Linked DNA regions of Mus musculus: all the other regions are linked to region 1. A link is a contact called in public HiChIP or PLAC-seq and promoter capture Hi-C data. All regions are on one chromosome and are shown on one strand. The core of a region is the stretch at or near the end of the contact, and the rest is flanking DNA. Distances in the headings are between cores, read along the strand shown. Region 1 holds the start of Trex1 (three prime repair exonuclease 1). Region 2 holds the start of Rad54l2 (RAD54 like 2 (S. cerevisiae)). Region 3 holds the start of Epm2aip1 (EPM2A (laforin) interacting protein 1). Region 4 holds the start of Manf (mesencephalic astrocyte-derived neurotrophic factor).

Evidence for each region. Promoter capture Hi-C pulls out the DNA fragments that hold promoters and counts their contacts. HiChIP or PLAC-seq counts read pairs in DNA pulled down with a chosen protein or histone mark.
Region 2: an H3K27ac HiChIP or PLAC-seq map of bone marrow-derived dendritic cells shows a contact between it and region 1, with 6 times the contacts expected there. The contact joins the promoter of Rad54l2 here to the promoter of Trex1 in region 1. A contact is called at or near these places in 2 of 115 datasets of contacts at active chromatin or transcription factors (bone marrow-derived dendritic cells and regulatory T cell precursor).
Region 3: a promoter capture Hi-C map of pre-B cells shows a contact between it and region 1, with 4 times the contacts expected there. The contact joins the promoter of Epm2aip1 here to the promoter of Trex1 in region 1. A contact is called at or near these places in 4 of 39 promoter capture datasets (fetal liver, liver, neutrophils and 1 more), 2 of 115 datasets of contacts at active chromatin or transcription factors (astrocytes and bone marrow-derived dendritic cells) and 2 of 9 other capture datasets (adipose tissue and liver).
Region 4: an H3K27ac HiChIP or PLAC-seq map of thymic regulatory T cells shows a contact between it and region 1, with 14 times the contacts expected there. The contact joins the promoter of Manf here to the promoter of Trex1 in region 1. A contact is called at or near these places in 3 of 39 promoter capture datasets (liver and pre-B cells), 2 of 484 Hi-C or Micro-C datasets (B cells and CD4 T cells), 2 of 115 datasets of contacts at active chromatin or transcription factors (regulatory T cell precursor and thymic regulatory T cells) and 2 of 9 other capture datasets (adipose tissue and liver).

What each region holds. Positions count from the first base shown.
Region 1 is chr9:109,054,966-109,061,804 of GRCm38.p6, reverse strand. It overlaps Trex1 (three prime repair exonuclease 1), which reads left to right and starts at 2,554. Exons shown (of 2, transcript NM_001012236.1): 1 at 2,554-2,616; 2 at 2,877-3,873. The coding sequence starts at 2,884. The coding sequence ends at 3,828. Atrip (ATR interacting protein) reads left to right here. Exons shown (of 13, transcript NM_172774.3): 9 at 137-273; 10 at 604-695; 11 at 1,096-1,176; 12 at 1,293-1,542; 13 at 1,897-2,058. The coding sequence ends at 1,964. Atrip-trex1 (Atrip-Trex1 readthrough) reads left to right here. Exons shown (of 14, transcript NR_153412.1): 9 at 137-273; 10 at 604-695; 11 at 1,096-1,176; 12 at 1,293-1,542; 13 at 1,897-2,616; 14 at 2,877-3,872. Shisa5 (shisa family member 5) reads right to left here. Exons shown (of 6, transcript NM_025858.3): 4 at 5,712-5,827; 5 at 5,300-5,518; 6 at 4,013-5,155. The coding sequence ends at 5,097.
Region 2 is chr9:106,786,611-106,793,449 of GRCm38.p6, reverse strand. It overlaps Rad54l2 (RAD54 like 2 (S. cerevisiae)), which reads left to right and starts at 4,237. Exons shown (of 22, transcript NM_030730.2): 1 at 4,237-4,470.
Region 3 is chr9:111,267,358-111,274,196 of GRCm38.p6, reverse strand. Epm2aip1 (EPM2A (laforin) interacting protein 1) reads right to left here and starts at 2,352. Exons shown (of 1, transcript NM_175266.4): 1 at 1-2,352. The coding sequence starts at 2,236. The coding sequence ends at 416. It overlaps Mlh1 (mutL homolog 1), which reads left to right and starts at 2,589. Exons shown (of 19, transcript NM_026810.2): 1 at 2,589-2,788; 2 at 5,889-5,979. The coding sequence starts at 2,673.
Region 4 is chr9:106,889,490-106,896,328 of GRCm38.p6, reverse strand. Manf (mesencephalic astrocyte-derived neurotrophic factor) reads left to right here and starts at 4,391. Exons shown (of 4, transcript NM_029103.4): 1 at 4,391-4,515; 2 at 5,131-5,258; 3 at 6,027-6,168. The coding sequence starts at 4,431. It overlaps Dock3 (dedicator of cyto-kinesis 3), which reads left to right. Exons shown (of 53, transcript NM_153413.2): 53 at 426-3,504. The coding sequence ends at 935.

The sequences.
Region 1 (6,839 bases), core at 1,305-3,804:
ATACTAAAGTTTAGACCTGTTTATTTGTGACAGGCTTGAAGCCAGTAGACTAGAGTCAGGCCAGCAGCTTTGGAAGCCATGGCTCACTACAGTAAGTGTCCTTTTGGAGAGTGTCATAACTGTGCTCATTCTTTAGGTTCTCCTGTGTGTTCCCGGTGTTGCCACAGTGCCTCGGCTCAGCGCTGCCGCTGCCCTGTGTGCTCCTGGCTGTTGAGCTGCTCTCTGTGCTGCTGGACCATGACAGCCTAGCATGGCAGCTATGCTCCCACCCAGGTAAAGCAGGGCAGGACAGTCTCAACTGTCCTATAGTGGGGAGGGAGGGCCTGGGGGCAGTACAGGTTCAGAGCCCCTCAAGGGCTTCTGTACTTGTACCCCAGACTACAATGAAAAGGGGGTCCCATAAGCTGGGCGTGGTGGCGCACTCCTTTAATCCCAGCACTCAGGAGGCAGAGGCAGGTGGATTTCTGAGTTCAAGGCCAGCCTGGTCTACAGAGTGAGTTCCAGGACAGCCAGGGCTATAAAGAGAAACCCTGTCTCGAAAAACCAAAAATTTAAAAAAGAAAAGAAAAGGGGGTCCCTGAGTGAGGCCTGCATCCTTTTCAGAAGGCTGCCTTCTCCTGAGGCTGTACATGTACATCACATCAAGGCCTGACAGAACGGCCTCAGAGACACAGTGGCTTCAGCTGGAACAAGAGGTAAGACTCAGACACTGCTCACCCTTCACTCCCACCCCCCGAGAGCCCAGAGTCTCCTTCCCTTGTGGGAAAGTGGGAGCTACAATTCCTTTTTTGCCAGTTTGTCAAACAGCAACGGGTAAAATGTAGGGGTTCCTCACAGGGATTCAATACAAGCACATCCTGGGTTATAGTGGTGCTCAGCAGAGCTGCCTGGGCTTTGGGGGCCCCGATCCTGGTCCTGGAAGCAGTAAGCTGTTGGTGAGATTCAAGTCTGAAAGCCTGAGACTACCACTACTTGTACCCCACTTGTGCAGGCAAGCAGTTGTAGACGTAGCTAGAGCACCTTAGAAATGCCCGCCAAAGCCCTGTGACAACCGTCTGTTCTACATGGGATGGGTACTATCTCTTCTTGTTCCAGGTAGTATGGCTCTTGGCCAAGCTGAGTGTACAGAGCCCTGCCCCCGCTGGCATTGGTTCTGACTGTCACTGCAATGTAGAGGTGAGTGGCCAGAGACCAGCATCATGGATGCTCAGTTAGTTAAGAGCAATCCTGTTGATCTTGAAGTGGTGAGGTGAGTAAGTCTCTGGACCTCAGGCTGTGCCCTCTCACCCTAGGCAGTCAGAGCGCTCACTGTGATGTTGCACAGGCAATGGCTGACGGTGCGGCGGGCAGGAGGTCCAAGGACCCACCAGCAGAAGCAGACGATACGCTGTCTGCGGGACACTGTGCTGCTGCTGCATAGCCTATCTCAGAAGGACAAGCTCTTCACTGTGCACTGTGTCGAGGTCCTGCATCAGTACGACCAGGTGATGCCAGGGGTCAGCATGCTGATTCGAGCCCTTCCTGATGTGACTGACTGTGAAGGTAAGCTAGCACGACACTGTCCTAGCCTTCGTGTGCCTCTGTCAGACTCCTTTCCATGAGTCTCCCCTTGCCTCCAGAGCCATTCCTGGCACATGGGTATTACCTTCCTGCTCTGGGTCTTTGAGTATGACAGGTTCCCATTTGATGGTGTCTATTGAATTGGCCTCGCTGAGCCATGGTTTTCCACAAAGATCTGTCCGAATTGCCTTTGTGTCACTTTTGCTCACAGTCGCTGAGGGAGCAAAGCCTGTGCATAGAAGGGACTGGTTGGTTCCTGTGACGCTAGGGAGCATGGGGGCCTCCAAGCCCCCACGCTGTCGAGTTAACCTCAGACCCCTCTTCCTTTTGGCTCAGAGGCTGCCCTGGATGACCTCTGTGCTGCGGAGACTGATTTGGAAGACTCTGAGATGGACTGTAACTGAGGGCCTGAGCATCCAGCCACAAGGTGGCGCCAGCTCCCACCGCCGTCTTTGCCATATCCACTGATTAAAACTGCACTTCCTGCTGAGAACACAAGCTTTGTTTCCTGAGTCCGATTTGTGTGGCTGAGAGGGAGGGACAGGGCAGACCAAGAATTGATGAGATGACTCCTGCTGGAGTTGAGATGGCCCCCATGGTAACTGATCTGCCCTGAGGAAAAACCCTGCCCCTCTTCGGGAATTACCCTGAGTCATAGCTTTGGGCGGGGGCCGTGGTGGGGGCAGGGGTACGTTTGTGGCCAAGGAGGCAGCCCTTTTTAGGAAGGCCTGGATCAAGGACTGGGGGAAAGACAAGAAAAGGCAGAGGCTCACGGGCACATTTGAATCCTAGAGACAACCCAGTTTGAGTTGTCAGTGTTGGGGCAGTAGTCCATTTTACCAGCCAGCAGGATCACAGATATGGATCTAGGAAGGCCTTTGGGGTGCTTGGGGAGGGAGGGAGGAGCGTCAGCACGAGGGCCAGGCCTGGCAGGCTAACAGCAGGGCGGGCCCTGTTCAGGAGGCAGGCCTATGGGTGGACCCAGGCAGTTTTACTTCCTCAGCCACACTGCTGCCAGCAGCAGACCCAGCGGAGTGCCTTGCTGCCTGCTTCTCGGTAAGTGTGGAGTAAGGGTATGGGGTAAGGCAGAAGAGAATAGGGTTCCCTCACCCTGAAGGTAGTCAGCACTAGGGGAAGGGCCTCCCTCAAAAGGCAAATAAGTAGTGGATCCATCCCACTAGAACAACCCTGCCCTCCAGCTTCTAGTGGCCCTGGATAGTACCTGCTGAAGGGAAGGGCTGAGCTGCCTTTCTGCACCCCACCTCAGCCCACTTGAGACCTTCCTGCTGCTACTCATTACCCCATCTCCTCCCCAGGTTCAGCATGGGCTCACAGACCCTGCCCCATGGTCACATGCAGACCCTCATCTTCTTAGACCTGGAAGCCACTGGCCTGCCTTCGTCTCGGCCCGAAGTCACAGAGCTGTGCCTGCTGGCTGTCCACAGACGTGCTCTGGAGAACACTTCCATTTCTCAGGGACATCCACCTCCAGTGCCCAGACCGCCCCGTGTGGTGGACAAGCTCTCTCTGTGCATTGCTCCAGGGAAAGCCTGTAGCCCTGGGGCCAGTGAGATCACAGGTCTGAGCAAAGCTGAGCTGGAAGTACAGGGGCGTCAACGCTTCGATGACAACCTGGCCATCCTGCTCCGAGCCTTCCTGCAGCGCCAGCCACAGCCTTGCTGCCTTGTGGCACACAACGGTGACCGCTATGACTTTCCTCTGCTCCAGACAGAGCTTGCTAGGCTGAGCACTCCCAGTCCCCTAGATGGTACCTTCTGTGTGGACAGCATCGCTGCCCTAAAGGCCTTGGAACAAGCTAGCAGCCCCTCAGGGAATGGTTCGAGGAAAAGCTACAGCCTGGGCAGCATCTACACCCGCCTGTACTGGCAAGCACCGACAGACTCACATACTGCTGAAGGTGATGTTCTAACCCTGCTCAGCATCTGTCAGTGGAAGCCACAGGCCCTACTGCAGTGGGTGGACGAACATGCCCGGCCCTTTAGCACCGTCAAGCCCATGTACGGCACTCCGGCTACCACTGGAACAACCAACCTAAGGCCACATGCTGCCACAGCTACTACACCCCTGGCCACAGCCAATGGAAGTCCCAGCAATGGCAGGAGCAGGCGACCTAAGAGTCCTCCTCCAGAGAAGGTCCCAGAAGCCCCATCACAGGAGGGGCTGCTGGCCCCACTGAGCCTGCTGACCCTCCTGACCTTGGCAATAGCCACTCTGTATGGACTCTTCCTGGCCTCACCTGGGCAGTAAGTCAAGAGGGGAAATATGATGAATAAAGACTTCCATAGCACTGACTGCTTGCCGCCTCTGCTTCTCAGCCTGGGCCTCTGGCCATGCTCAGGCCCTAGGGATGAGGTACAGTCCCTCTCTCCTGCTCTCTTAGCAGGACAATCAAACCTGTTAGGCTAATTAACAGAGGGAAGAAACAAGTTCAAGAAGTAGACAGAAATAGTTTTTGGTGTAGAGCCAAGGCCAGCTGCCTAGGCGCTGAAGAAAGGGGAAGCGGGTCCAATGTTGCATTTATTAGAAATGAGGGTGCGGAGTCTGAATGCTCAGAAACACCAATCAACACAAAGCTAAAACAGCCAGTGAAACAGGAACCAACAGGGAATATGGAGGTATTCACATCTGGGCCGGAGATACCACCTAGGCCCTCCACCCCACCTTTGGTCCAGATAACCCATTGGCCTTGGTGTCCCTGCTACTGGGACAAACTGGACTGTGGTACAGGAGTCAGGTATTTCTATGAAGATGGTGTCAAGGGAAACTGACAGTCGGAGGTCAGGTTGTCTGTCCTCCAGGAACCAGGGATTTCAACCTCACACCAATTATCACACATCTGGAGACAGAAAACAGGCAAAATGTTTGGCTAACAGTAAAAAGACAGTGCAGGGAGAAACCAGAGTGTGTAGTAGACAGACCGAGGTCCCTGGCCTGGGAGCAGGAGCCAAGCCAGCAAAGGTAGGAAAATTCCCCCAGTGGAGCCTGAATAGTGAACACATGTGGCCCTCTATACAGCCCCGGGAAGGACAGTGACATCCAGACAGACAGCTGATGGAGAGTGTATGGTGTTCTGCCTGGTGTGACCCCCTGCCACTGAGTCCCCTTGTCACCTGGTGTCACCCCCAGCCACCTGCCTCACTGCCAATGCAGCCAAACCCTGGGAATAAAGGCCTAGCAGCAGCTAGCTGGTTACCCCCCAAAGCCTGCTCTGTACCCGCAAAAAGCTTGCTCTCCTAAGTATGACAGGCCATGGCTGGTCACCTTGGGGTGACGTGGGAAATACCTCCTACCTTATTGTTTTTAATTTGCTTGAAATTTCAGAAAGTACAATTTCAAGTGAGGAAGAAAACAGGTTGGTCCCGACCCACACTGGTAAGACTTGCGCCTACCTGGTCAACAGCAGAGGAAGCCACATGTCTAGACAAGGCACACACACCACAGACAGCAGTAAAGAACTCTGCGTATCACTCACTCACACACGACATAAATGGCAGCCAAAGAGGCTGGGGGCAGGTTCAGGGAATTGTCTTTAGGGAATCCATGTAGGTCGGGTTGTATGGAGGCTGGCTGGCTCCTGGAAGGAGAAAGGACATGGGTTAGCTGTGGGGACACTGGGCTGCAACGCAAGTGGGCAGGCAAGCCAGGAGGAAAGGACCCGAGGAGCAGAGGCATGAGTTGGGGGACCATGCAGGTTTACTGAATCCACAGTGATACTTACCAGCCAAGGACTCATGGTAGGGTGGCGGCCCTGTGGGCTGGGCCAGGTAGGGTGGTGGGTACTGCGTTGGGTAGGGTGCTGCTGGCATTCCTGGCTGGGGGGGCATGGGATGGTAGCCCTGGTATGTTGGTCCAGGATAGCTGGGGGCCACAGGTTGAGGTTGAGGCTGAGGGTAAGGGGCATGAACCACGGTAGTAGTTGTGGTGTTGGTCACGACAGCTGCAACGAGAATCCTGATTAGTTAAAATCTTACAGCTCCCTAGGCCAGAAGAGGCCAAGCCTGCCCCTCCCGCTTAGTCAAAACAGGTTCCTGGTTATCAACCCTTTCCCGCTCTGGTATCGGCACGGGTGGACCGAGTTGGTAAACTCTGGTATCGGCATGGGTGAACCAAGTCGGTAAAGGCAGGCTTACGGCGTTGGGGGCAGCACATCTTATACAGACAGCAGCAGGAGCAGGTGAAGCAGATGATGATAGTGGCAATAAACACCACAAAGATGGTCACGCCAATGGCGACGGTCGCTCCGAACCTGCCAAAGAGCCAGTGTAACCACCTTTCACCATGACCGGCCACCCTCACATCACCTGTTCCCAGGGGACCCCTTTTGGCAAAAGACTCTTAAGAAACTCCCCAGTTGTTTGGTATAAGTCCATTTCAGCCTCAGATTCCTCATGTATACAACAGGGCTGCTCTTTGAGAATTTATGTAAAGCCACCCGCACCACACACACACACACCCCTACCCCAGGCGGGCATCCTGTACCCACCTACCCACACACCTGGTCTCTCCCTACCAAGCAACCATATGGCTGTCAAGCATATGCCACAAGCCAGGCAAGATGGGATCCGAGTCAAGACAGGCTGCCACATGCTGAGGAACTGCAGCTCATACAGGCTGTGTGATATCCCAGGCTATCCCGTGGTTAACAAGCATAGCTCCATCCCAGGGAGGCTAGATGGGAGGCGGCTGTGCTCTTTGGAAGAGGCCTCCCTGCCCAACCTGGGCACCCATAGAATAGAGGGTCTGCCCTTTGACAGCACACAGCATAGACTGGCAGATCACCCAAATTACTGCCAATAGCACACCGAGCCCCCAACTTTTTTTCCCATGGTCCCAGGGCCCAGGCTGTATGCTAATAGAAGACAAATGTCTGGCAACTGCAACAGGCAAATTCAAAACCTAAGTCCAGGGCTCTACCCCTCTGAGATCAGAGAAGAAGGACATAAGTGCCACCCCACCCTACCATGAGGCTCGGAGTTCAGGGGAGCGCCAGAGCCTTAGCAGGGCCTCTTGGCCAAGGGACAGACTCCCCCACGCTTCAGGCTTCCAAAAGGAGCCTTCACCAAGACAAGACCATGAGACCATAGATGTCTCCACAGCAATCAGAGACAGGAAAAGGCAAAAAAAAAAAAAAAAAAAAAAAACACATTCGCATGGTCCGTTGCATGCAGTGGAAGGTTCAGTATTTCTCTGCCTCTCTCTAGAATGTGCCTGCTCACCCCATGTTAGCCTCCGCCTTCACTCAAGGGGCTCCTGCAGCC
Region 2 (6,839 bases), core at 2,988-5,487, 2.3 Mb after region 1:
GGCACATCTACACTCCACCCCTCTTTTAACCCTACAGCTTAATTTTCCGTCTTTGGGGTGGGATGGTCTATACTTTTAACTATGTTGATTTAAGGATTAAAGGAATACCATCTATAGGATACATAAAGCTTTGCCTGGCATGCCGTCTTCCCACCATCTAGTGCGTTGTTCAGAGTAAGGTCAGTAGCAGGTAACTAGCTGTAGAACAGGGAACACTATAATCCCACTCTCATTCCAGGCCATCTCCCAGGAGACTATAATCTGGGTGATATGAAATGTATGCAGCTAGAAGATGGGGCAGGGGTAGTCCTTGGGCTGGGGGTGTAGCTCATAGGCAAGGTTGCTTCTGTAGCATACACAGTAGCTCTAGGATTGATCTCCAGCATGGAAAGCAAAAGCCACTGTTATAGAGGAAACCGATCGTGTTTTGCTGGGCATGGTGGTGCAGATGGTATACCAGTAGTCCCAGCTACTTGAGGAACTCAGGAAGAAGGAATGCTTCCACTCACAAGTTCCACACCAGCCTAGGCAACGTACTAAGACCTCCCACATCCCTAAAAAAAGTACCACAATAAAACTCAAGAATAGGATCAATGGCACATTTATTTTATTATTTTATTGGATTCTTATGTATCTACCTCCCTTCCAATCCTCATTCCAACCTAATTTCTTCCAATCCCCCAACACTAACTAGGTAAGAGAGAAAGAAGGTTAGAAGGGAAAGGGGCATAGACCTCTATAGGCCACTTCCTGCTGACCATGTGGCAAGGCAAGTCTTCATCTTTGGAATATCGAGCAACTTAGCAATAGTGAGCACAACACCAGTGGGCGGCAGTACCTGCCTGCCACAGGCCATCTCAGGGCTTTTGAATTTCTAACCTTCTGGGGCTCTGGCATTTACACCTTCTCCAGTGTTCCCAGAATTAAACTATCTATGGCTGGCAAAACCCACGACCCTCCCCCTCCCCAAGAGCATCATAGTTAAGGACTGTGGACAAACAGAAGCATCCCTATATCCCACAGTTGGGATTTAAACACAAACATATTCATATAACATAGCTGGGAGTTTTTTGTTTATTTGTTTTTTTTTGTTGTTGTTTTTAAGAAACCAAAACTCAAGCTGGAGAAATAGCTCATTGGTTAAGAAAGGTCTGGAGTTCAATTCCCAGCAACCACATGGTGGCTCACAACTATCTGTAATGGGATCTGATGCCCTCTTCTGGTGTTGTCTGAAGACAGCTACAGTGTACTTTTATAAATAATAATAAATAAATAATATTTTTAAAAAATCTTTAAGAAGGAAAGAAAGAAAGAAAGAAAGAAAGAAAGAAAGAAAGAAAGAAAGAAAGAAAGAAAGAAAGAAAGAAAGAAAGAAAGAAACCAAAACTCTCACTACATGGGATGGCTGTTGAAAAAATAAAACAATTCTCTGTTACTTTGAAACCATGTTTCAGAGAGACAATGGCTTTGGCATTCAGAAGTGAGGGTGGGCCAGAAGTCTAGCTGGTCGAGGCACTACTTGGATTGGGGTTGGGCAAAATACAGGCAAAGTCCCGCCCCCCAGGTGTGAATTCATAGCAATGAAAGCCAAACTCTCTCTCCCCTTCTCTTTTGCCCCTCCCCTTCTTTCTTCTCTTTCCTACCCTCCTCTCCTCTCCCCTGTCCTCCCTTCCCCTCCCCTCTCCTGTAGGGTGTGTGGGACTATGCTACCAGACTGGCATTAGGACTTGTGAAGCAGGGTGTGCTCAAAGCCTGAGTATCTCAGACGTCTGAGATGGTAAGAGTGGAGCTGCCCACTCCCAACCTCCACTGACTGCTCGTGAGACCACCATCTGAGAGGACCGCGGGCACTCAGCCACTTAGCTTAGCACCTGGAGTACTCCTTGCTGATGAGATATCTGGATAGCCTTAGCCTTCAGCCAGTGACCTTCCCCTCCTGGATGTTCTCACGCCCCTTCCCCCAAAAGTATATAATCCCTGGTTCACCCAGATAAGGTGTATGCATCTACACTCATCCCCAGTTAAGCAATACAAACAAGCAAGGATGGTCTCAGAAATCTGCTTCATTAGAGATCGTTTCAGGGAAGGCCTTTGCCTAAATGAGCTGTGACATTAAGACTCCTGAAGGCCTTTTTTTTTTTTTTTTTTCTCCTGCCCCTCCAGTACTGCGCACTTGCTCTTGAGTGAATCTCTGGTTCCACTTTCCCCTTCCTGACCGGTGTGCAGATGCCCTGAGGGGAAGCGTCGGCAAGGACCCCAGTTCTTGACTTTCTCTCCAGGTAGAACACTGGCAGTGCACTGGTACTCAGAGAGAGGAGACTGGGAACCACTGCATTTGTCCCAGATCCTATTTTCCCCTTCTGGTCTGGTTGTGGACTCCTGGACTTTGCCCTGCCTTCTCCGGCAGGCGTATTGTATTGGCAGTGCCTGACACCTCTGGCAGATACCACATTCCCCTCCAGTCTCCTGTCTTCCTCCTTTCCTCTCCTTCCCTCCCTTCCTCTCTAACTCTTTCTCCCTTCCCTCTCTCTCCCCTCCCCTCGACCCCTCCCCTGCCTTCTTCTCTCCTCTCTACCCTCCCCGTTCCTCTCCCCCTCCCCTCTCCTCATTCCTGCCCTCTCCCCTCTCTTTTTATGCCTTTCTCTCTCTCTCTCTCTCTCTCTCTCTCTCTCTCTCTCTCAATGGCTAGCCTTAAATTAGGGCTTCTCCTACTGTTGCCTTCTAGGTTCAATTTGAATTTCCAAAAAGCCTAATCCGTTTTTAATTTCACGAGGAAAACAAAGAAAACTTTCAAAAATAGATCCACTTGACTATTAGCAAGGAAGACCAGCTCTTTTGGGGGGGGGGAGTTGGTTTTTTGAGACAGGGTTTCTCTATGTAGCCCTGGCTGTCCTGGAACTCACTCTGTAGACCAGGCTGGCCTCAAACTCAGAAATCCACCTGCCTCTGCCTCCCAAGTGCTGGGATTAAAGGCGTGCGCCACCACTGCCCAGCTCTTTTAAGTTTATTTGAATGAAGAGCCATCAATAGCCATCTATATGTTTCAGAACAGTGGCTTCCTGAGAGGAAAGAATAGAAGAAACTTCTATCACGGGGAGGGAGGGGGGAACGGGACGGCGGTGGGGGAGGGCGGGGAGCCATTGTTGGCTCCTGTTACTCCAAGCTCAGTTATGAAAGAGAAATAAGTTCTTCATATAAGCTCACTTATGTGAAGAGAGATAATAAGTAAGGCTCCTTTAGAGTCTCTGGTCTCATTTTTGTCCCTCTGGTCATTTATAGGGCTATTATCTGTACATATTTAAACTTTTGTAATTTGAGAGATGGTTCTAATAACTGGACTGGTGCCACATGCCTTTAATTCAAGAACTTGAGAGGTAGAGGCAGGTGGATTTCTGAGAAACCCTGTCTCGAAAAACCAAAACAACAACAACAAAAACCAATAATGAACCTAACAAACAAAAAAAACTTAAAAAAAAAAAAAACCAGACCCACATACCCAATATTTTCATCTTTCGCTCATATTCACTTTGGCGGTGGTGGGGGTTGCGGGTGGAGAGCCAAGGTAATGTAGTGGAAAGAGACAACAATACAGCTCATAAGAAAGTGGAGCATAACAATCTCCAACTTCAGGGAGAAACCTACGTTTGAGTGCGATCCCCCCTCCGCAGTACTCCCCCCTCCCAACTCGGCCGTCGCCTCTGCTAGTTTTCTGGAGACAGCTGCAGTCAACAGGAACCACGGACAGGTAGGGAGGAAGGGAGGAAGACCGAGAATTACAATGGCATGCATCAATTCAAGGAAGAACAACTTTTGTTGGAAGCTACAGCTGTAGTAGCATTGACTTTTGACAGCACCCTCAACGAATTTACACCTCATATCCGCACTATCTCGTTCCCGGTATGTTTTGACGTAATACCAAATTGAGAAGTGTAGGAGCTCAGGCTCATTTGTACTGATAAGTGTGTGTTTTTGGTAGTTAGTAAAATCCATTCAGTTGGCTCTACCAGTTCCAGGCAGGTTCTAGCATGGGATTGTTTTTGTTTTCGATTTTGTTTTATTTCTTATTTTATTTTTTTAGTCTCACTTATTCATGAAAAGGTCCTCTGTAGTAAATACACCTTACTCACCCAAGAATCGCCGTTTAGTGTCTTTCCCTGGGAAAGAACAACAGGACTCACAGCGGAACTTTGCTGCGGGTGGCTTGTGTTCCCGCCCGGGTGGCCGGGTGAGAGGGCCGGGAGGGGGAAGCTTTCTGGCGCGGACCGCGAGCGGAGGCTGAGAGCGCCGCCGCCGGAGAAGACCGACCCTCGGCCAGAGCCAGCCTGCGGCGCCCGGGCCTGGCTGGCTGCTTCCCGCCTCAGCCGCTTCTCCGGCTCCCGCCGCCGCAGACACTGTCCAAGAGGGTGCGGCAGAACGCGAGGTCCTACGGCCCAGCCCGGTCCGGTGCGGCCCGGATCCGTGGCACGGGAGGTGAGAGCCCCTGCGGTCCCCTTACTCCCTGCCGGGGCCGCTGGGACCCGCAACAATGGGGACGCGGCCAGAGTCCCCGGCGTGCAGCAGCCTGGGGTAGCAAGCTACTCCTGGCGGCTTGGGCCTTGGGGGGAGCTGCGTCCGACCTGGGAAACTCCAGTGACTGTAGGCTTGGAGGGGGTCTTGGCATCCACCCGGGACTTCAGTGGCTTGATATTTTGGGATTTCGTTGTCAAGGAAGGCAGTCGTAATTACCGAGACTGAACTACAGTGGCTATGCGCTCCTGATGTTATATTATAACACCGGCAAACCGTGCCGTGGTTTGAGGGAGAGGGATTGTGGTTCGAATTTTAGGGACCCCTGTGGCTTGGTCCCTAGTGGACATAGGTGTGGGTCTCTGAACTCCCTCGGGCCGTCTGAGAATTTGTTAGGCTGAGTCGGGTTTGGGGAGAAGAGGCATGGAGAGTTTAGCTTCTCTGAGGTAATTGGTGAGTAGTTCCTGGAAAGGCACGAGCTTAGTTGGGCACAAAAGAGTTGAGCTAGGAGCTAGATGGATCCTTCACGGCTAAGATGTATCCGAGTTAAGAGTGGTTCTCAGGTAGGAAACTTGTCACAGGAGTAGTGTTAGCTGCATTGGGTTAGGAAAAGGCCGATGCGAGCTGGGGAGGGAGGGAGAAGATGGCCGGCAGCTTCTGGGGTCGAAGAATTGGCTTTATGTGGGTCATGGTGGCTGTCTGGGAGTAGAACAAGAGCACTTTGCAGAGTGGGCTTCCTGCTAGAGAATGACCTCTTACTGCGGGGGAGTGTGTGACTCAGATCTGTTAGATTACTGCTCTTGCTGGCGGATGTGGCTGACTGTTGATGCCTGGACTTTGAAGCTGGAATGGGTATTTGGGGGGGCTTAATGAATTTGTTCTAGAGGAGAGGACAGTGTGGACCTTTCCTTCTTACTCCAAAGTCAGTGTGGTGGCTGTCGCCGGCAGTCATTTAAGTAACAAATTTCTTAATGGTATTTGACTTTAAAGCTTTTCTCTGTTCATTTTTTCCCCCTTTGCCCTCTTTTTTGAATTGTGACTCATATTTTGTTTTTAGCACTGTGGCTATTGTTTGTAATGATCCACAAACCTAGACCCCATAGTATGTTGTAATTCTTGGAGCTTTCAGTACAATTCTTCTAAGCCCAAACTAATGTAAAAGGCTTCACTAACTTTTTTTTTTTTGGTATATTTTAATATATGTAACTATAGAGGAGGATGTGAAAAAAAATCTTTATAATTTCTGCTGCTCAAAGCTCTTTAGACCCCTAAATTCATGAAGTTTCATTATCTCTTACTGCCATGAAGTGATTACATTGAATCTGCTAAATCTTTGTCGTTATCATCTCAGCATCCTTGCTCTCACAGGATTTTATCTTCACTACAAATATTAATTGTGTTGAGTGATTCTGTTCTAGAGGCAGTGTGTAAACTCCAGCTCTGATTCTTATAGCCACACACCAGAGCTCTGCATGCACTTTGCAGGCAGAAGTTGGTTCTTTATATATATTAAAGGGAAAGCTATATGAACAAAGCCATATCAGGATCAGTGCACCATCTGAATTTATCTTGAGTGTATAGGATGTATTTATTACCTAGTTGCAAGCTAGTATTGTCAAGTGAGAAGTGAAATAAGTAGTTCTTTGTGTGCCTGTACTGATAGTTGTTGTTGTTGTTGTTGTTCTCCTCCTCCTCCTCCTCCTTCTTCTTTTTAAAGATTTATTTAATTTATTTATATGAGTACACTGTAGCTGTCTTCAGACACACAAAAAGAGGGTATTATGATGGTTGTGAGCCACCATGTGGCTGCTGGGAATTGAACTCAGGACCACTGGAAGAGCAGTCAGTGCTCTTCACCGGTGAGCCATCTCTCCAGTCCTGTACTGCTAGTTCTAATTCTAGGGGTTTTTTCCCTTAAATTTAAGAATAATTTCTTAAATTATTAATTGCCAGGCCATGGTGGTACACAGGGTTTCTCTGTGTAGCCCTGGCTGTCCTGGAACTCACTCTGTAGACCAGGCTGGCCTTGAACTCAGAAATCCACCTGACTCTGCCTCCCAAGTGCTGGAATTAAAGGCTTGCGCTACCACTGCCCCACAATCTCTGTGAATTTGAGGCCCCCCTAGTCTACAAAGTGAGTTCCAGAACAGCCAGGGCTGTTTGTTACATAGAGAAATCCTGTCTCAAAAAAAAAAAAAAGATTTTATTACCATTATTATTATTATTTTATTTATTTATTTATTTATTTATTTATTTATTTATTTATTTATTTATTTATTTATTTATGGTTTTATATATGGTTATACAGGGTTTCTCTGTATAGCCCTGGCTCT
Region 3 (6,839 bases), core at 1,103-3,602, 2.2 Mb before region 1:
CTGGCTCAAATACACTTTTAAGGAGTTGGTCATTTCAAACCACGTGTCACACTTTCCACTGTGTCAAAATAAGAGCTGAAACTTTTGGCATATATCTTTAAACCATTTTAAAACCAGACTTCTAGTTCAACTGACAATATCAATACTAAATTTGTTGAAAATCAGTAATAATAAAAGGAAAGAACAATGACTTTTCCATTAAACTAAGTTTTTTAAAGGTGGTATTCTTATGCTTCAGTCAGTCCCATGTTGCCAAATGAGATGGAGAAAGGCAACTTGTCAGAAAGATTTCAATGCTTATCAATTTGAACATCTGTAGTAAGTTCAATGCTTTCCAACCATCCAAATGAGGAAATGTGAAAGAAAAATCAAATTAATTTTCCCTTTTCAAATCAACTTCTTGGACCACAACGGCTTACGAATCATTTCTTTCTCTCACAAGATCATCCCAACGAGGATCCATTTCAGTTGTGGCAACTCGAAACAGTGCTTGGAGATGCTCATCCGTCAGTGGCTGGCTCAATGTGTGCTGGTTTCGAGTTAAATATGCAAAAGCCTTATCACAGATCTGGTTACTATCAAATAAGGATGCCACCTTATAGGCAACCCCTTTGATAATTGGGTAAGCTTCACCAGACAGTCCTGCATAAAACTGTCCCAAGTCTTTGACTCTGTACTCATTCCACAGGTCAGTGTTGGCCTGAAGTTTTGTTAGCTCCACTCTTACAGAAATAGGCGCATATTCCGGTTTAAAGCTAAATGGATTTGAGAAAAGTTCTAAGTCCTTTTTAATGAACCTGAGGTCCTTAAAATGTCTCTCAAAATCTTTCTGTAGGCGGGAGATCACCATTTGATACCTGTCAGGATCAAATATTTTTTGATCTTCCTTAAACTGCTGTTTAAGTTCATCAACGATTATACTGAAGGCAGGAAAGTCTGTTAGATTTACTTCCTCCATATGTCTCTGAAGTGAACTCAGCTTACCCTCAAAGGTGCAGATGCGTTCAAAGGCAGCAGCAGCAAAGACTTTACTGATCTGCAGTTCTTCACTGATCTCTCGAAGATAGTCCATAATATCTACCAAGAAACCAAAATCACAAAGCCACTGCTTGTCTGAGAAATGAACTGTTGTTGCCCCCACTGAGACCAAGAACGCCTCGATTTCTTTTCTTAGTGAAAATATTAGTTTTAACGTTTTGCCTCTTCTCAGCCAGTTGTTCAAACACCGTCCGTTAACTCTTTCACCATGCTCTGACTCAGACTCAGTTAGTAGAGGCTGAAACTCCGGTCGCCTAACACCTCTGGTCTTAATCATAACTACCCATTCAGATATGGTATTTATGATCTGATTAATATCAACATCATAAGAACTCAACAGTTCCAAGTGAAGAAATCCCGAATAGTGGATTACGTTCCAACAGTTGGGACTCACGGCCTTCTCTCTCATGTAGGAGACCAGTCCGGAGTTCTCGCCGATCATCCTTAAAGTGTGGGTCGTGGTCAGTCCAACCATTCGCTGTAAGCTGAGCCCTGCTGTCTGCAGGGCTTCCAGAATTGCCGACATGAGAGCCCCAACACTGAAGTGATGAGTCAGGTTGATAATCGTCAGAAGATCTTCTTGCACCTCCAGGTCGCGGCCGACGCCACGGATGAAGACCAGCAGGTAGTTCTCATAGGCCACAAAAGCCTGGTCATCCAAAGCAAGGGAATAGGCCTTAAAGTCCCTGGCTCGGTTAAACAGCTGGCTGCGGAGGTTGCTGTCAATGCTCAGAATCCTCTGCCGTGTGATCTCTGGAGACAAGTCAATGCCTTCCAGGACGCCGACGTGATCCGGCAGCACCTCTCTCAGCAACACCTCCATGCACTGGTGTACGAAGTCACCCTCACCCCAGCCGCGACCCTTCAAGGCCAAGAAGCGGCAGAGGCCGAGGCCTGCCCGGGTCGCTCTCTCCTCCGGAGTGAGCACGGCGGCCAAAGACATGTCACCCTGCCGCAGACGCTCGACCAGGGCCGCGCGTTCCTCGTCCCCTACAAACCGCTCGTAGAATTCGTGCTCGGCCTCGTAGTGGCGCCTCACGTCGCGTTCCCGAGTAGAGGCGACCAGGCGGCGACACACCAGGCACAGGGCCCCGTCACCCTCCGCAGGCTCCACCACCAGGTATCGCTGGGTCCACTCGGGCCGGAACACCAGAGCCTCGTCGACTTCCATCCTAATCCTCTTGGGCGTCATCCACATTCTGCGGAGGCCACAGGAGAACGCCGAGCTCTGAGGCCGCAGCAAACGGGGAGGAGCCCGACGAACGCCAAGCACCCCCTGGGTTCTGCGCCAGATCACCCGAGCAGGGGTGCACCAGCCTCCGCCAGGGCACCTCCGTTCCTATTGGCTGGAGATTTCGTATTCCCTCAGCTCTCAGAAATGAGCCAATAGGAAGAGCGGACCGTGAACTTTGACGCGCAAGCGCGTTGCCTTCTAGCCTGGTGTCGGGCCGCTGTTTAGAGCGGGACAGAGATCCCAGGAACTGACGTGTAAAAGCGCTTGACTGGCATTCATGCTGCCCAATCAGCACTTGCCGCTGGGAAGACGGCGCAGGACTGCAGTCGGCCGAAGCTGAAGGAAGAACTTGAGCGTGAGGAGCTCGAGTGATTGGCTGACTGGGAACTCGGGCGCCAATATGGCGTTTGTAGCAGGAGTTATTCGGCGTCTGGACGAGACGGTAGTGAACCGCATAGCGGCGGGGGAAGTCATTCAGCGGCCGGCCAATGCTATCAAAGAGATGATAGAAAACTGGTACGGAGGGAGCGGAGCCGAGTTCCCCGACTGAGAGCCGGGGCGGGCCGACCCACCTGCTGCAGTCGGCCACCGTGCGGGGCACCGAGCACGGGGACCGTGGGGGCATCGGGCACAGGGACCCTGCGCGTGCCAGGCTGGTTTCCCATTATGCACACGGCCGAAGGTCCTCACGACTTGCGCGAGACCTGTTTGGGTCGCAAGTAGGGGAAGCACGCGTGGTATTGGTTTAATGGTATCTTCCTGGAGTATGCGGCTCGCCGCCACGTTACATACAACGAAGATGCGCGGCTGACGATGTGTGAATGTGTAAGGGTGGAAGAGAAACAGTCTTCAGAGTGTGCCATTTTAGGTTTATCATTCATTCCCGGAATAATCCCTACACATCCAAGGCACAGTTTCTTCTGAGTTTTATTCAGACGTATCAGGACATGGGGCTTTTTTTCTGACTCTCCTCTTGTCAAATTAGTGAGTGACCCTAGTCTGAGACTTAGACCTGCATCTGAGACTTAGACCCGTCAGGTTGTGGAGGGGAGAAGTTAAACGTGTACTGTTTAACCTTTAATAGGCACAGTGAATAGTATACCCCAAAGTAGACACACCACCAAATAAGTTCAAAAAGGACACTGTGTACATAAGGACTTTGTGTTAATATCAGTTGATGGTTGTGAAAGCCAAAGAAGACAAATGTTCAGAAGTGCACTGAAAAGACAAAGCATTCAGAACGATGACACTGAGATAAATGACCTCAGGCCCTCTTTGGGGTCCAAAGACCTTTATGCAGGAGTCACCTAAGACCATCGTGAAATTCTGATATTTACATTACAATTCAGAGCAATAGCAAAATTGCAGTTATGAAGTAGCAACAAAATAATTTTATAGTTAAGAGTCACCACAATGTAACAATGGGTCCCAGTTTTAAGAAGGTTGAGAACCACTGCCACAGGGAGGAAAGGAAACTGAAGAGATAACCAGAGGAAGGAGCAGGGAGCCCTCGGACATTTGATTTGGTGTCAATAGGCTGCCCTAGGATAGGTTTTGCTTTTACTGTGTTAGGATGACCTGGAGAACTTGTTCACTTAATTGTACTATGCCTGAATCACCTACAATAAAAAACTAAGCTTAAAAGTAGCATAGCAACGCATGCAAGCAGAGATTATGCACAGATCCTACTTAAATATTTAAGTCGAGGTTTTTGATACAGAGGTGCTAAGAAAAGTTTATTACTTAAGTAACTTACTGGCTTCTTGTTTTTAAAAAAGGCATTTTCCTGAGAGGAGTTGAAAGCTTCCATTTTTCATGTAGCCCCAGGTCAAATTTGTTTCCTGTGGTAGATATTCTATGAGCATAGGCTGCTCTGAAAATACAAGAGTTTCATTCTTTTAAAGATATTTTCCTCTTTTTAATTTAGTTTATTTTGTTTACTTATTTGTGTGATAGGGATTGTGTGTACAACACACTTGTGAAGGTCAGAGGACAACTTTGATTCTCTCCTTCCATCATGTGGGTCCCAGGGATTGAACTCAGGTCCTTGGTTGGTGCCAGGTGCTTTCGCCCACTCAGACATTTTGTAGTCCCTATTAGCATCTTCTTTCATTTTAAATTTTCATTTTATTTGTGGGGATGTTTTACCTGCATGTATGTCTCTGCACCATGTACATCGATTGCTCTCAGAGACCAGAGAGGGAGTCAGGTCCTCTGTAGCTGGAGCTACAGCTACCATGTGGATGCTAGGAATGAACTCTGGAAGAGCAGCCAGGACTCTTAATGGCTAAGCCATCTCTCCAGGTTCCAGCTCCTTAAGTCTCTTAAAGAAATTTCTGCATGGCAGTTTTTCTTTGCTTCATCATGAATGTGTTGAGGAAAACTGCATTTTTAAATGATGTTTATTAGAGTCACTTAGAAACCAGAGACTGATTAGAGTTGTTATAACAGTAAACGTAGTTGAAATGAGAGTAAGAGACACTTGTGCTGAAAGGACTGCCCTACAGGGACAGAAATGTGCTCTGTCCTTGCCACTTACGCAGGGTGTACATTCATACAGTACCCACATTGAGCTTGTAAGACAGAGAAAGCATGCAAGTCAAACACTGTGTTTGTTTGAAATTTGATGTTACAGTATATGCATCAGAGTAGTTGATATTACAATATGTGCATCAGAGTAGATGATATTACAGTATGTGCATCAGAGTGGTTGATATCACAGTATGTTCATCAGAGTGGTTGATATCACAGTATGTGCATCACAGTGGTTGATATCACAGTATGTGCATCACAGTGGTTGATATCACAGTATGTGCATCACAGTGGTTGATATTACAGTATGTGCATCACAGTGGTTGATATCACAGTATGTGCATCACAGTGGTTGATATCACAGTATGTGCATCACAGTGGTTGATATCACAGTATGTGCATCAGAGTGGTTGATATCACAGTATGTGCATCAGAGTGGTTGATATCACAGTATGTGCATCACAGTGGTTGATATCACAGTATGTGCATCACAGTGGTTGATATCACAGTATGTGCATCACAGTGGTTGATATCACAGTATGTGCATCAGAGTGGTTGATATCACAGTATGTGCATCACAGTGGTTGATATCACAGTATGTGCATCACAGTGGTTGATATCACAGTATGTGCATCACAGTGGTTGATATCACAGTATGTGCATCACAGTGGTTGATATCACAGTATGTGCATCACAGTGGTTGATATCACAGTATGTGCATCACAGTGGTTGATATCACAGTATGTGCATCACAGTGGTTGATATCACAGTATGTGCATCACAGTGGTTGATATCACAGTATGTGCATCACAGTGGTTGATATCACAGTATGTGCATCACAGTGGTTGATATCACAGTATGTGCATCACAGTGGTTGATATCACAGTATGTGCATCACAGTGGTTGATATCACAGTATGTGCATCACAGTGGTTGATATCACAGTATGTGCATCACAGTGGTTGATATTACAGTATGTGCATCACAGTGGTTGATATCACAGTATGTGCATCAGAGTGGTTGATATTACAATATGTGCATCAGAGTAGTTGCAACTGACCAAATTTTTTTCTCTGATTTGCCAGTTTAGATGCAAAATCTACAAATATTCAAGTGGTTGTTAAGGAAGGTGGCCTGAAGCTAATTCAGATCCAAGACAATGGCACTGGAATCAGGGTAAGCGAGGCCTGGGGGAGCCAGTTTTATGTGCTTCATGTCAAACCTCTAGCAAAGTGCAGGATCTCTTCCCAGCCTGGAGACTAGTCTTTTTCAGAAGGTATTTTAGATCAAAGGCTTGAACACTTCCCAATGATTAGTATTAAATTTCTATGTATATTGAACACTGTTCAAGGGATATGGTAGCGAACAAAATGGACAAAAATCCTTTGTTTTCTGATAAGTGTTTTCTGTCATATCCTTTGTTTTCTGATAAGTGTTTTCTGTCATAGTAGTGGGAATCAGGAAAAAATGAATAGTATGCCAGGTGCCATGAAGTACTGTACAGAAAACAGAAGCTGGGAGGAAGACCAGACCAGAGAGTGGCAGAGGATGTGACGTCCATTTATTGGTCATTCAGGAGGGCTTTAATATGGGTGCAAAACTTATGGAGAAAACGAAAGGACATCAAGGAGCAGGTTATAAAAGTGTTAAAAGGGTGAGTGTCTTAGGCAAAAAGAATAATAAGGACAAAATCATGAAGTAGGAGCATGCTTGAACTTGATGGGCCAGCAGGGAAGCCAGTGTATCTACAGCATGTTGAACAAGACCAGGGTAGTAAGACATGAAGGCCTACGAGAAAACGTTCTGGGCGTAGTAAAACGGGTGGTATTTTTGGCCACTGTGGTGGGATATAACTCAGTGATTGTAAGCAAAACAGTACATGATATGGTGGTGAGTTTTATTTAAAGCCTTTGAGTGGGCCTGGAGAGATAGCTCAGTGGATAAGAGCACTTACTGCACTTGGGGAGGAGCCATGTTCTGTTCTCAGTACCCATAGCAAGTGTCTGACGACAACTAGAACTCCAGTTTCAAGGGCT
Region 4 (6,839 bases), core at 3,142-5,641, 2.2 Mb after region 1:
AGTAAAATTTAAATCCTGTTAGCTTAATTTTTCTGAAAATGGGAAAAGATTGAGTCTGTGACCAATTTTAGCATCAGAATAGCATTCATCTGATGTATGGCACACCAGGGTTCCTTCTGCTTGATGGCCCAGCCCTTCTGTCAGTAACTCAGACCACACCCAACCTGGGACTTCGACCCAGGTGCATCAGTGCCCATCAGCCAGGGCAGGGGCATTTATTGGCTCTCAGACATCATAGTGATGCTGGAGCTCCGCTAGCTTGCTTTTGTGGGGGGAGATACCTAAGGGGTCATTGCTGAAGAAACAGACATGAAGCTGATGAGACTTTAAAATTCATTGATAAGCTGACTCTTGGTCTCCACATGGCAGGCCAGTCCACCTGTCTAGAGAGGGGTTCTAACTTACCCACCCTTTCCTTCGCACAGTCTCCTCTCCACCCCATCCCAGCCTCCCCTACAAGCCCCCAATCGGGCCTGGATGGCAGCAACTCCACGCTGTCTGGCAGCGCCAGTAGCGGTGTATCCTCCTTAAGTGAGAGTAACTTTGGGCATTCCTCAGAGGCCCCACCTCGAACAGACACCATGGACTCCATGCCAAGCCAGGCCTGGAATGGCGATGAAGACCTTGAGCCGCCCTACCTCCCTGTCCACTACAGCCTCTCTGAATCTGCTGTCCTTGATGCCATCAAGTCCCAGCCATGCAGGAGCCACTCAGCCCCAGGGTGTGTCCTCCCTCAGGATCCCATGGACCCACCTGCGCTGCCACCCAAGCCCTATCACCCCCGCCTGCCAGCCCTAGAGCATGATGAGGGTATGCTATTGCGGGAGGAGGCTGAGAGGCCAAGGGGCCTGCACCGCAAGGCCTCCCTGCCTCCTGGAAGTGTCAAGGAGGAACAGGCCCGCCTGGCCTGGGAGCACGGCCGAGGGGAACAGTGAGAAGCAGAGAGGCAGCTGCACCACCACCTTCCATGAGCAGCTTGCCCAGGCACTCCAGGTCTGAGAAGCAAGTCCCTCCCAGGGAGCTAGAGGCTTGGCACTCAGGAGAAAGCCACCAGAGTCTCTGTTCTACTGCCGTGAACTCATGTTTCGCCATGTTCAGAGGCCACAGCAGCATGACGGGTTGTGGCTTCTTTCATTTTCTTTTCGTTTCCATTTTCTCTGGGTTTTTCTTTATGCAGTAGTTGCTTTCTTCCTCCTGCAGTTCCAGACCACATGGAGCTATATGGAAATATTGCACAGACATAATTGTTTTGCAGCATTGCAGAGTCCAGGAGTAGGAGCCCAGGCCCTCCCTCCAGGGTAGAGATTTGAAGAATGGAAATTGCACTAGGGGCCTCTTCCTTTGCCGTATGGACAGAAGCATTCTTGATTGCATTCAGGGATTGCAAGGACCACATGGACTACATGTCACAGGTGGACAGAGGGGCCACAAGCCGTTTTGCACAAATGCTTGCCCACCTGCCCACTCCTCCTCCTAGGAGTGTGCAATAGAGGGGCTGGTCAGGCACATGGTGGCCTAACTGCATGCCCAGGGCATACTGCCAGGCTTCCATGGGCCGGGCTGGTCTCTTATCCCACTTGGACGTTATTCATCACTTTTATTTTGGACCTTTCGCTCCTTTCCACTCAAAACACCTCATGATCTGCAGAAGCCTCCGTGGCTCAAAATGGACTTGAAAGGGTGATTATCTCTCGTCCTGGGGCTTGACTGAAATGAAGCTAGAAGGGCTTTCACTCCTGCAGTGAGTTAGGCCCCTTCCTTGGATTAGAAAGAGCTGGTGTGAGAGTGAGGCTGGAGTGTGGCAGGAGCCAGAGAACCTTTTGCTTTCCCAGGTGGCCCCAAATGCCTGCCGCTTAGAGCCTGAATCAGGGATTTTCAGCACTACCTCTGAGCCTTGGGGTTGGCTGCCCAGCCTGGCTTCCAGGCCCTGAGGATGTGTGGTCAGGTTCAGCAAGCTCCTGGGTTTAAAAATATATAAATAAATAAATGGTGGGAGGAAACTTCTCCTTTTGGAGGCAGAGAGCCACACAGGTAAAACTGTTATCTTCCAAGCAGCCAAGTACTGAGCCCTCCACTCCAAACCCATAGGGACTGCCCACCACTCAGGGTTCAGGACAGGCAGAAGGGCAGTTTTTCAAACCTCCCCAGTCTGTTAAGTAGGGCACAGTGGTGACTTTATAGGGAATTCTTTCATGTCAGGGCACTGACGTTACTCTTGGTATTATGGTGGGGGTATGGTAATATTTCACCAGGGTGCTTCTAAGTTACTTTTTAAAATAACTTGTCTTGAGGCAATTGTTTTCCTTTTATTTGCTTACATTCCCATCAGTGATGGCCATAAAACTGCCTTCTCCTTGATGAGCAGGTATGTTGCTCCCCTGTTCCCTTAACTAGTTGGCCTTCTGGCCTGCTATGGCCAAGTTCTGGCCCCAGCTGCTTATCCCTTCTCCACAATTCTTTCCAAACAGAAAAACCCATGGTCACAGTGTTTTTCTCTTAGAAACAAGTTTAATAGAACTGTCAGCAAATAACCTATAGGAAAAGAAAGAAGGCCCATTTCCGTTCACAGTATGTTGGGGCCCAGGTACCAACAGTGTAGGGCTTTCTGATACCCTCAGGATCATTCAGGCAGAGTGGAGACTGTTGAGGATGTAGGTAGGCCAATCCAATAGCCCCAGCACCAAGGGCACACACACCTGTTCCTGAGCCCAGACTCACTGGTAAGCTTGTTTCTGGACCGTCTGGGTTCACAGGTATGAGGGTCAAGTCTAGCTTGGGATGTGATTCTTAGGTAGGGCAGCTTTAGGTTTGTTTCCAGGCACGTCTGAACCTCAGTCCACGGAGGCAGCCAGTCATCACATGCAGACATCTCCTTTCTCCACTTGATGGCACAGGAGGTAGGGAGGGGAATGTAGGGTTAAGTTCCTTGACCTTGCTTTATGCAAAGTGAAATATATTTGTGTTACTTCTCTCCATTTTCCCCAACTGGATGAAATGGACCTATTCTGAATACTTTTTATTGAAAAACCAGCCAGTGTGAGGGAAATGGGAGGTCAGAGATCAGAATCCTTTGAAAAGATTGTGAAATACTGATTTTCATTGTTTAAAGCGTATTTGTAAATACCTATTTGAATGCTGTGTATTTGTACAGGAATTTGAGCAAAAAAATGTATAGAGTATGTCTAATTGGTAATAAGCCCTATAAATGTGTTTTTAACCTCTGGCATTCTGTGCTTATTTAAAACAAGAAAACTTCTAACCATTTCTTTTGTGTATTCATGTCTAAAGAAAAACTGACTTAAAATTATCTTACCTGTACCAGAAAAGTTAAAGAAAAAAATTTGTGCCAGTGTCCCAAGAGGCATTTTACTGTATATATTGTGGTAGCATGTTATAAATCCAACAAAAAATGTGACTTTTAGATGTAAATATCTGGCAACTGACTCCCCCACCTCCATCCCTTGACTGCTGTGATGTGAATTAAAGATGAATACCTGATATTGATCCACTGATTTCACTGAATGGGAGCATAAGTGCCCCTCTCAAACCCTTGTCGCCGGGCTCCAAGCCCTTTTAGCTCCAGATACTTTTCTGCACTTAGTCGGCCGCTCTCCATATTCCGCCTTCCAGGGCGAGTGGCCAAAGCCCTTGCACTTAGCATTAGGGCAGTCCAGGCGGTAATGTCTCCAGTTCCCATCCTCGTGTCTCCAAGAGTGGAGAACAAAACCTCCCAAGATCCCATGGCCTCCATTTGGAAGGTAGACCAACGCCTCTGCTCGCAGCCTTGCCGCGAGGTCCTCAGAGGCCCAGGACGGGAAACGACTAGGCAGGCCGAGACCTTTCGTTTAAGAGGTTCTGCCGTCTGACCCAGGTTAAAGCGGGGTCTGAGCAAGCCGGCGAATCAAAGTGGACGTTCCCCTTGATTGGCTCGGCAATCCACGTGGTAGTTCAAAACAAGGAACCGCTTCTGATCCATGCTCCCGCCGCCCATCCTACTGGCTATAGGGTGGCGCCAGAAATGCTGCTCTACGAGTCCGGGCGTCGGGAGGAGTGGGTGTGGAACCAAGACTCGGCATTCGGGTCGAGTCAATAGATTGAGAGGGTTCCGGGTAAGCAGCCAAAGCAGCTGCCCTAACCCAACATGGCGACCCGTGCACCTTCCCTCCGCACCCCTATGGACCGCCCAGGCTCAATCAGCAACCGACAACTGTCTAGGTCCCAGACAGCAGCAGCCAATGAGGGAGGGTAGCGTGGAGCCGCCGGTCTGGGCTCCTGGGCACGTGGACCAATGAGGATGCAGCATATGGGTGGGCGCGGGGATCGCACACCAATGGGAAGCTCAGGTTTCTGTTCCAGCCCACTAGGCGGAACACCGCGCCGGGTGCGGTTCATTCGCGCGGCGGCGGCGGTGGTGGAGACGGCTGAGGAGGATGTGGGCTACGCGCGGGCTGGCGGTAGCGCTGGCCCTGAGCGTGCTGCCTGACAGCCGGGCGCTGCGGCCAGGAGACTGTGAAGGTGCGGGGGACCGGATGGGGGCGGCCTGGCGGCGCTAAACCCAAGGAAAGCGAAAGGGTGGGAGCGACGGCCCGTCCCGGGGCTCCGCTGGAGAAAGGGCCTCACTTATTTCCCGGGCCTAGAGACGTTGACCCATTTAAGGGAACGCGTCGGTTCAGTAGCGTTAATAACTTGGCCGGAAGCCCACATCCCGGGAGTTTTTGTCTTCCCATCACTTTAGCGATTACAGGAAGGCATCCTGTGGGCCGCAACCGTCTCGGGGTTACTAAGCTGCACTTGGGGGTTCGATGTATTTGGAATGAGGAGCATTTTGATCATTTGCTTCAGCCTTCAATCTGTCCCTTATGAGGTCACAATGAGTTCCCTCAAGGACACGTGTCCACTCTAGACTTAAACTTGAAAAGAGCAGAGAGGGTTGTGTGTGGGTCACTTGGGTAATGTTCATTCCCAGCATGCAACTGGGTACAAGGACCCCAGCAACCTAAGGGCTCTGTGCACTTCTGAGTACCCGAGTTAAAAAAAAAAATTAATCCCTTCTAGCAAAACTGCTGACAGAGTTTTTTCCAGGGGAAATGGAGACTAATAATTACTTACCATCTCCTCCCTCTTTTCCAGTTTGTATTTCTTATCTGGGACGATTTTACCAGGACCTCAAAGACAGAGATGTCACATTTTCACCAGCCACTATTGAAGAAGAACTTATAAAGTTTTGCCGTGAAGCAAGAGGCAAAGAGAATCGGTTGGTAAGTAGCTGGTGACCCACCCAGCCTGTCCCTGGCTCTTGGGCACTGTCCACTTTGTGATGGGACTTGTATATATACTAATGTGAGGTTTAAGTGTTTTTATCCTCTATTTATTAAACATTGCTATAAGCTGAATATTGGTAAGACCAGGAGAGAAAATGACAGGCAACTGCAAGGCAGTGATGCCAGATGCCATGAAGGAAATAAGCTAGGAGAGTTGGTGGGTGGGAGCTGAGAGAGAAAGTAGTGGGTATCTACCTCTGAGGACAGGGAGTCAGTGAGGTGGAGTGAGCACAACTCAGGCAATGGGAGTGCCCAAAGACCAGAATGAATTTGGTGTGATTGGAACCAGAAGTAGTTGGCTAGGTGCCCCGAGATGGCCAGGGCCAAGTCAAGGTCAAGGACCCTGGCGGAGCATCAGCCTCTTGTAGCTTTAATTTCCATGGTAGTCTCTCATCGGAACTCTAACTCTGCAGCTGAGCATATATCAAGTGCCTCGGGCCTGGGACAGCTAGATCTGGGCAGACTAACAAACCGAAGCCTTGGCAAAGAGAGGTTTTCAAGGTGACCTAACAGTTGTCTGGAACTGGAGAGTTGGTTATGAATGTGTGCTGCTCTTGTGGAGGACCTGAGTTCAATTCCAGCATCCACAGCACCCTGCACTGCAGCTCCAGGGAACCTGATGCCTTCTGGCCTCTGACACATGCTCTCATGCATGCAGATTTTTTTCAAGGCTTTCATTTTGTTTTGTTTTGGTTTTTGCTGCAGTGCTACTACATTGGAGCCACAGATGATGCTGCCACCAAGATCATCAATGAGGTGTCGAAGCCCCTGGCCCACCATATCCCTGTGGAAAAGATCTGTGAGAAGCTGAAGAAGAAAGACAGCCAGATCTGTGAACTAAAATACGGTGAGTGTGACTCGGACCCTGTGCCTTCTACCATCTCTGCATACCCTTTCTGGACTTAACTTTCTAGCCAGAAGAGTCATCAAAAGCGGGTTTGTAGCATAAAGGATGATTCTCTGTGCTGCAGGGAACAGACTTGCGCATCGAACATAGGTGGAGGTCAAAGGGTGACTTAACATACTTTGAAGGATGAGGGTTGACCCAGAGGCCATCTGATAGAGCAGTGCAGATAGAGATTATAGATAGTGGTGGAGTACGTAGAGGTCAAGTTGGACAGAGCCTTGGGGGGAAATTTGGCTTTTAGTCTAAAAACTTGGGAGCTTTAGAAGTTTTTGAGCAGAGAAGTGATGTGGTGGGAACTTGAGTTCAACAGTCATGGCTCTAAACCCCAGGCGTGACAGTTACAGCATCACCATGGCAGAGCCCATCTGGTTGCACAGAATCCTAGTCTCGAGAAGAGCTAGGCCTCTCCTATAAAGTTTAAACGATGCCAGTGTTTACTGCACTAATGTTCGGGAATTTTGTACTTGTGTGAATTTGATTTGGTATCCTGGTTGGTTCTGGTGTCGGTTTGTTTGGGTCACGTGGGTTATGGAGTAAGTGTCTGACTCTGGTGCCTCTTGGGGAGGCTAGGGGTGTGTCTGCTCTGCTCAGCCTGGAGCTGTCCTTTGTGC